Regions from separate parts of the Mus musculus genome. Here region 2 is linked to region 1. The links are chromatin contacts, called in public HiChIP or PLAC-seq maps. All regions are on one chromosome and are shown on one strand. The core of a region is the stretch at or near the end of the contact, and the rest is flanking DNA. Distances in the headings are between cores, read along the strand shown. Region 1 holds the start of Oaz2 (ornithine decarboxylase antizyme 2). Region 2 overlaps Zfp609 (zinc finger protein 609).

The links. HiChIP or PLAC-seq counts read pairs in DNA pulled down with a chosen protein or histone mark.
Region 2: a contact with region 1 is called in an H3K27ac HiChIP or PLAC-seq map of trophoblast stem cells, with 17 read pairs. The contact joins the enhancer-like site here to the promoter of Oaz2 in region 1. A contact is called at or near these places in 2 of 39 promoter capture datasets (macrophages and stem cell-derived epiblast-like cells), 2 of 484 Hi-C or Micro-C datasets (embryonic fibroblasts and nephron progenitors), 6 of 115 datasets of contacts at active chromatin or transcription factors (embryonic stem cells, heart atrium, intestinal villus epithelium and 2 more) and 3 of 9 other capture datasets (adipose tissue, liver and pancreatic islet).

The regions. Positions count from the first base shown.
Region 1 is chr9:65,674,985-65,678,329 of GRCm38.p6, reverse strand. Oaz2 (ornithine decarboxylase antizyme 2) reads right to left here and starts at 1,782. Exons shown (of 5, transcript NM_010952.3): 1 at 1,565-1,782. The coding sequence starts at 1,584.
Region 2 is chr9:65,719,904-65,723,248 of GRCm38.p6, reverse strand. All of the region lies in intron 3 of Zfp609 (zinc finger protein 609), which reads left to right. Among named protein-coding and RNA genes, the nearest start is that of Oaz2, 45 kb to the right of the region's middle. Within about 2 kb of position 1,523, at least 48 of the 459 cell types and tissues checked have an H3K27ac peak or open chromatin away from gene starts, as enhancers often do. A contact at or near this core is called in heart atrium and trophoblast stem cells, where this site is marked.

The DNA of each region.
Region 1 (3,345 bases), core at 533-3,032:
TGGAGCAATCTAGGAAAGAACAGATAACTGGTTTTTTGGTTTGTGTTTGTCTAGCTAGGTTTAAGACACACTGAAATGTGAGGAACACACAGCTGGAGAAAAGATGGAGCTGGAAGAAGCATCAAGTAGGAAATCGAGAGTATCAAGATCACTTGGTGAAAAAGGAGCTCAAGCTTCCAGAGGACCCTTGAGTGGCAGAGCCCTATGTAAACAGCCACAAGAAAGATGACTTGTAGGACGAAGTCATCTGGTTTTGGAGGGATCCTGACAGTTTAAGGAAAGGATCTGCTTACTCAAGGTCAGAGGCTATAAAAAGTCCAATGTGAAGATAAAAGATCTAGTATGGGGACTGAATGGGTTTCAAAAAAGTTTTGGAGGGTTTAGCACCGAGCCTTACAGGGGAAGGCAAAGGAATCATTTCTGAATTGCTAATGAAAGCCAAGATAATACATAAGCAAGTGGCATTACAAATCCTGAGGGATCAGAAAATTCTGGAATAGCTTTGGAGAAGAGCGTCTGTCTGGGACAGAAATGTGGGATATCTGAGGACATGGAAAAAGGGAGGGTAACTAAAGGGATGACTTCTGCCTACTTTGGTTGAAAGTTAAGAAACCCACACCATTTCAAAAGAATAATGCATTTCAAATCCTGGGGGAAACAGGGATTGGGTCTTGAGGTAGGTAACTTCCAAAGGCCCAGGATCTGGTTTTGGAGGCCCTGGAGTGAAATTTAAAAGGGGGTAGCACTTAATGATCTTCCCAGGAAAGGGGAGAGACTAAGTTGGGCATTGTAATGATTTTAAAGAAGGGGGGGGGCGGTAAGATGAGTACCAACTGAGACTTTGTAGTGTTTAAAGGGTAAGAGTGTGTAGAAGAGTGTTGGCAACATCATTGGAAAAACAGGCTGGAGGGCAGGAATGGACTCCATAGTGTTAGAGAAATAAAGAGTGGGGGTTCCCAGACAGGAAAATGGGGCCTACCTGGAGAAGGGTGGGGAAGAGAGTGGGACTGCACATCCCAAGGAGGTGGGAAGAGGGGGAAAGGGTTGAGTTGAGAACTGCCGGACAGAGCTTGTCTTTGGGGACAGCCAGGCAGGGCTGAGAGGAGTCTGCCTGGGAAGCAATTTTCACTAGAGAATGGATTTAAAGCGATTAAGTGACTTGTGGAGGAGTAAGAAAGATTTAGGGAAGATAAGAACCAATTCGGGGAATCTGTGGGAGAAAGCCCACAGTATGGGGGACTGGGCACCGTCCCACTGGGCTTAAGAAAACGGAGCGACTGACTGGCTATGTCCAGGTTTTTTTTTTTTTTTGGGGGGGGGGGGCTCCGGGCGAGGAGAAAACCCGGATGAGGGGGATGGGCAGGGCTGGAGGAAGGGGGCTAAAGGACGGAAGGAGGCCCGATTTCAGGACTCGGGTGGCAGTGGCTGGGATGGCGAGAGGAACAGTGGGAGCGGATGGAGCCCCCTGGGGGCTGGGGGCAGGCTGCGGGGGTGGGGGGGGGTGCGAAGGCCTCTGGAGCTGCGGAGGGAGGATGGGGGCGGGGAGCCTGCGCCGGGCCGTTACCTGTCCTGGGTGTTTATCATCCTCGGTGGCTCTGCTCAGGGTGGGAGGAGGCGGCGCGGGGAGTGGGTAGGTGGACGAGTGGGTGGGTGTGGGGTCGCGCGCGCGGGCCGGTCTCTGTGGGCTAAGTCCCTGTCAGGCCGCGGGCCGAGTGCCCTCCTCTTGCCTCAGCGAGCGCCTGCCTCCAACTGACCCTCCCCGGCCGCCGCCGCGCAACCGCCCCGCCCCCAAGTACCTCATCTGCATAGCCCCACCCAGCGCCGCTTGGTGTCCTGGGAAACTGGGGCCCACAACAAAGGGCGAAGCACCGCCCCGCCTGGGCGCAGGCGTACTAAGGGCAAGCTATCATCTCGGGAAGAGGGGCGGTAGCCAGGGAGAAGAGGGGAAAGAGGTCTCTCTCGATGCCAGGAACTCAGGTTCTGCTTGGCTAAGGCCAGTCTTCATTTCTGCTTTTGTTCTTTCTTAATCATTTATGTATGTTTATTTTTTATACACATTGGTGTTTTGCCTGCATGTATCTCTATATGAGGATGTCAGATCCCCTGGCACAGGAGTTACAGACAGTGTGACCTGCCATGTAGAGGCTGGGAATTGAACCCAAGTCCTCTGAAGACCAACCGGTGCTCTTATCCGCTGAGCCCTCTCCACTCGTTCATGTCTGCCTTTTGTTTGTTTTTTGATACAGTCTTTGTAGCTCAGGCTAGCCTCAGACTCACTGGAAGATGACTTGGAAACCCCCATCCTCCTTCCTTTACTTCCTGTCCTGCCAAGTGCTGGAAATAGTGTGCCTCACCACACTGGGCACTTGCTGCTTTTGGTGTGTGGCCAAACCGAAACCGGAGAATAGTATTTGTAAACCCATGTCACTAAACAAAACAAAATCTGAAATAGAAGAATACTCCTCATAGAGTAGCACCATTTCCAGTGTGAATCTAATCCCACAGATCTTTTCCTTCAATTCATAGTACAATGACAGTGGCTTCCAGCCAATCGGTGCAAGCTGCTTCAATCGATCATGCAAGGCACCTAGTGCACTGCCACTGTCTTACCTGGCCCTCTAATCACAGAGGCCAGGCAGCAATGTACACACACCCCCAAATCCCAGCCACACTCACAGGAGAACCCTAGTTGTCAAACCTGTGCAGTCAACTTAGACTGCAGTCAGTAGAGACTGTGTAAGCCTTTATCTATCTTAGCACCCAGGAAGCAGGGGCAGGTGAGGCTCTGTGAGTTGAAGGCCAGCTTGTAGTACGCAGGCAACAAGTTCCAGGCTGCTTAGTGTAACATGGTGAGACCCTATCTTGGGGGTGGGGGAGGGAGGGGAGAGAGAGAGAGAGAGAGAGAGAGAGAGAGAGAGAGAGAGAGAGAGAGAGGTGGGGCAGAGGGAAAGGGAGAGGATGCACTCTCAGACCACAGTGGTCACCTCAAATCATCCGTTCATTTAGTCAAAGTTCAGTAAATAGCTACATACTATGTGCTTCTAGCATGGGCAGGAATCCAGGAAGCTTCCACAATGGGCCAGGCAATGTACCTACCTTGGATGTCACAATCTGTCCAGAGAGAGAGGCCATCACAATATGAGGTAAGTACTCAGTCTGAAGGACACTGCAAAGAAAGCAACACGCAGAAGAGACAGCTTGAAAAACCTGTACTTTTTCACTTTGGTATTACTCCAAAATGCAGTGGTCAACATGACCTCCACTGCCAAGCTACAGTGCCCCTTGGGACCTAAGGATTCTGTCGCACACACAAGATTTTAGTGTTCAGATCATGGGGATACCAAG
Region 2 (3,345 bases), core at 274-2,773, 45 kb before region 1:
GGGGGAAAGAAGGGGGTATTCCAGACAGGATTTCTCAGTGTAGCCCTGGCTGTCCTGGAACTCGCTCTGTAGACCAGGCTGGCCTTAAACTGTGCCTGCCTCTGCCTCCGCAGTGCTGTAACATGCTAGAATGACAGTGGTCTGCATCCTAGCCAGCATTTGCCTTTGTCTTTCCCTTTGACACTTTCTATCTGAGTCCTTCTGGTTGGTGGACAGTGGCTTCGCACTGAGTTGTTAGTTTGTACCTCCCTGAAGAATGGTAAAATCTAGCATCTTGTCTTGTATTTACTGACCTATGTAAATCTTCTGTGATGTTTCTCTTAAGCCTTTTGTCAGTTGTTGGGTTAGGTTGTATATCTTTATTGAGTTATAGTTTGTATATTCTAGTCATAGATACACATCAGATGTGTTATAGAAATCTTCTGTGTCTTGCCTTTTTTATAATGTTAGTCTTTTCATGCATATAAGGTTCATTTTTATTAAACCTGGTTTGTCTTTATTTTTCCTTTTGTTATTAGTGGAATTTTTTGTGTCATGTTTAGCAGTTTTTCATAGTCTTAGATAATCTCCAAAATTTCCTCTGAGAACCTTGCTTTTTGTAACTGATTTTTTATTTAAGGTTTGAATTGAGATTCAAATTTGTTTTTTATTCTTGTGGGCCCATAATTTGCTCAGCACCTCATTGAAAACACCACCATTCCCCGCACTGCACAGAGAAGGCACATCTGCCTTACTGATGGGCTCTCTACTTTGCATTCATTGTCTTATTTAGTCTCCCATGAAAACTCAGGGCTTAACTACCCCTTTGTACGTCAGGACACCTAGAAGTGTAAGTCCTCTCCCTAGCTGGGTTGTACTTCCTAAGATCACCTGGGCTGTTCTCCGCAGTACACATTTCCACATAAATGTCAGGATCAGCTTGTGACTTCTTAATGAAAAAAGCCTGCTGTGAATTTTGATTGGGATTTCATTGGGTCCACAGGTTAGTTTGGAGAAGATTCAAAGTGTTATCCTTCTGCTTATGCTAGTGTTAGTTACTGAGTGCTGGGCTGAGGATGAGAGCAAGTCACGGGTAGCATTTGGGCAGCTTGATTAGTATCACTTGTTCACATGCCATCTTGCTTCTGTGTCTGTGTCCAGAGTCTCCTTTTTATAAGGCTACAAATGATAGCCAATGGTGCTGTCCTGCTGAAATCCTAGCACTGGCTGTTGGAAGCAGGATGTGTAGATGTTTAAAGTCTGCCTCAGCTAAATAGTGAATTCCGAGCCATCGAGGGCTGTATGAGCTGTCTTAAAACAACAAAGATGCTATTTTGAGGTACCTTGGATTAGAATATATATTTGGGAGGAAGCACAATTTAGTCCATAACAGAAGCTGTAAGTGTTGTCACAGTTTGGAGAAAGAAAGGATGTCTAGGAACAGTTCCTCTTCCTACCATGGAAACTTGGCATGGTCCTTGTGTGTGTGAAATAGAGAGTCGTGGCATCCCAAGACCCTAGGGCCCGTAGACCCCAGCAAGTTGACTGCCTTTCTCTTTGCACATTGCTGCTTCTACCGAATGCTGCTCTCTTAACAAACCCTGAAACTGCCACACAGAGGTTACAGAAAGAGAAATAGATTTCCGAAGTTTGCTGTTCTTCTCAGGATTGGCTGAAAGAAGAAAGCAAAGGGACCTATGTGAGCCAGCCCCAGCCGTGCTGTCTGTCACCTTGAGTCCTCCTGCTAGGTCATCAAGTAGTAAAGCTGTGGACACTGTGAGTCCCTGTCACCCCAGGCAACAATTTCCTCAACGCAGTTGTACTGAGCTCTGACCTTTTTTACTCTAGGGATTTTCCGAGAAAGATTCCAGCTGATAGGATGGCCTCCAGCCATGGCTACAGTATATTTATGCCTCAGCAAGAGAGGAGAGAGGACATGCAGTGTAAGGAAGGGTGTGTGACCTGATCCGTGATGCACTTCTGCCAGATTTCCCAGTGTGAGCACTTAAGAGATGAAAGGAAGAAGCCTCTCAGATCTCCAGCTTCTTTCCAGAGACCGCCCACCCGTCCCACAGCGGGGAGACCCGTCCCACAGCGGGGAGACCCGTCCCACAGCGGGGAGACCCGTCCCACAGCGGGGAAAGGTTACATCTAGGCTGCTGTGCTCTGACCTTCCCATAACAGCCCTTTTCCTGCTTCTAAACTTCTTCAGCCTTGAATGCGAGAGTGAAGATAGTAATAGCCGCTTGATATTTTAGGGCCTTCTTTACCATCATGCAGGCGTGAGAACCCAAGTTCTATCCCATGAATTCATGTAAAGTAAGCTTGGTGATGTAGGGTGGTGGTGGCACATGCTTTTGATCCCAGCACTGGGAGGCAGAAGCAGGCAAATCCCTGTGACTAAAAGGACAGCCAAGGCTACACAGAGAAACCCTGTCTTGAAAAATCAAAATAAAAAAAGAAGGAAGGAAAGAAAGAAAAAACAAGGTGAATGACTCCTGAGGAGCAACACCCAAGATTGTCCTCTGGCTTCCATCCACACGTGTGCACACACATGAACATACATTCAAAGAAAAATTAGTAAATCTTGCTGTGTTTACACATAAAGAACTTATAGCATGACATCATCTCTAATAATTTAATTGCGGTAGACAAATTTAAAACTAGAGTTTTCCCTGAATCATGGCAGTTTCTGGTGGTTGCTGCATTATAACCCTGTGGTTACCTGCTTTAAAAAAAAAAGTACAATTTCAGACAAGTGTGCCAGTGGTTACTTTTGTTTTGTGCAAAACTCTTGTTTGTTTCTGAAGGCTACTCTCTCTTGTGACTTTAAGGCTGTATTTACCCTTTCTTTACATCTTTTCTTTGAAGTTTTTGTTCTGGGAAACGATGCTCAGAAGTCTATACAAGCTAGTCATAGTGGCTTACCCCTCTAATATCAGCATTGAATATGTTGAGACAGGAAGATTGTCAGAAAGCCAGAACAAAGTGAGTTCAAGCTACAGCCTGTGACAGAGTAAGGCCCTATCACAAAAGGGAAGGAATGGGGAGGGAGAGTATGAACGAGGTCAGAAATTTGTACATTCTCTAATAGCATATCAAAGTTGAATGTTAGATTAAGACATACCAGAGATAGTTATGGAAATAAAGCAGTTCCTCTGTTTCCCTACCGGGGCTTTTGCAGTAGTGATACCTGGAGTCTCATCTCATAGCCAACTCCTGAGTCCTAACCGCAGCATTCCTGCTCTAAGCCAAGGCTAGGCTATAGCTCTGGGTCCCCAGAAACTGGGTTATCTCTTCCTCTTCCTGTCTTTTGTCTCAAGAGAACCAGAAAACTTGTCACTGGTATTGACTAAGAGGAAAGGT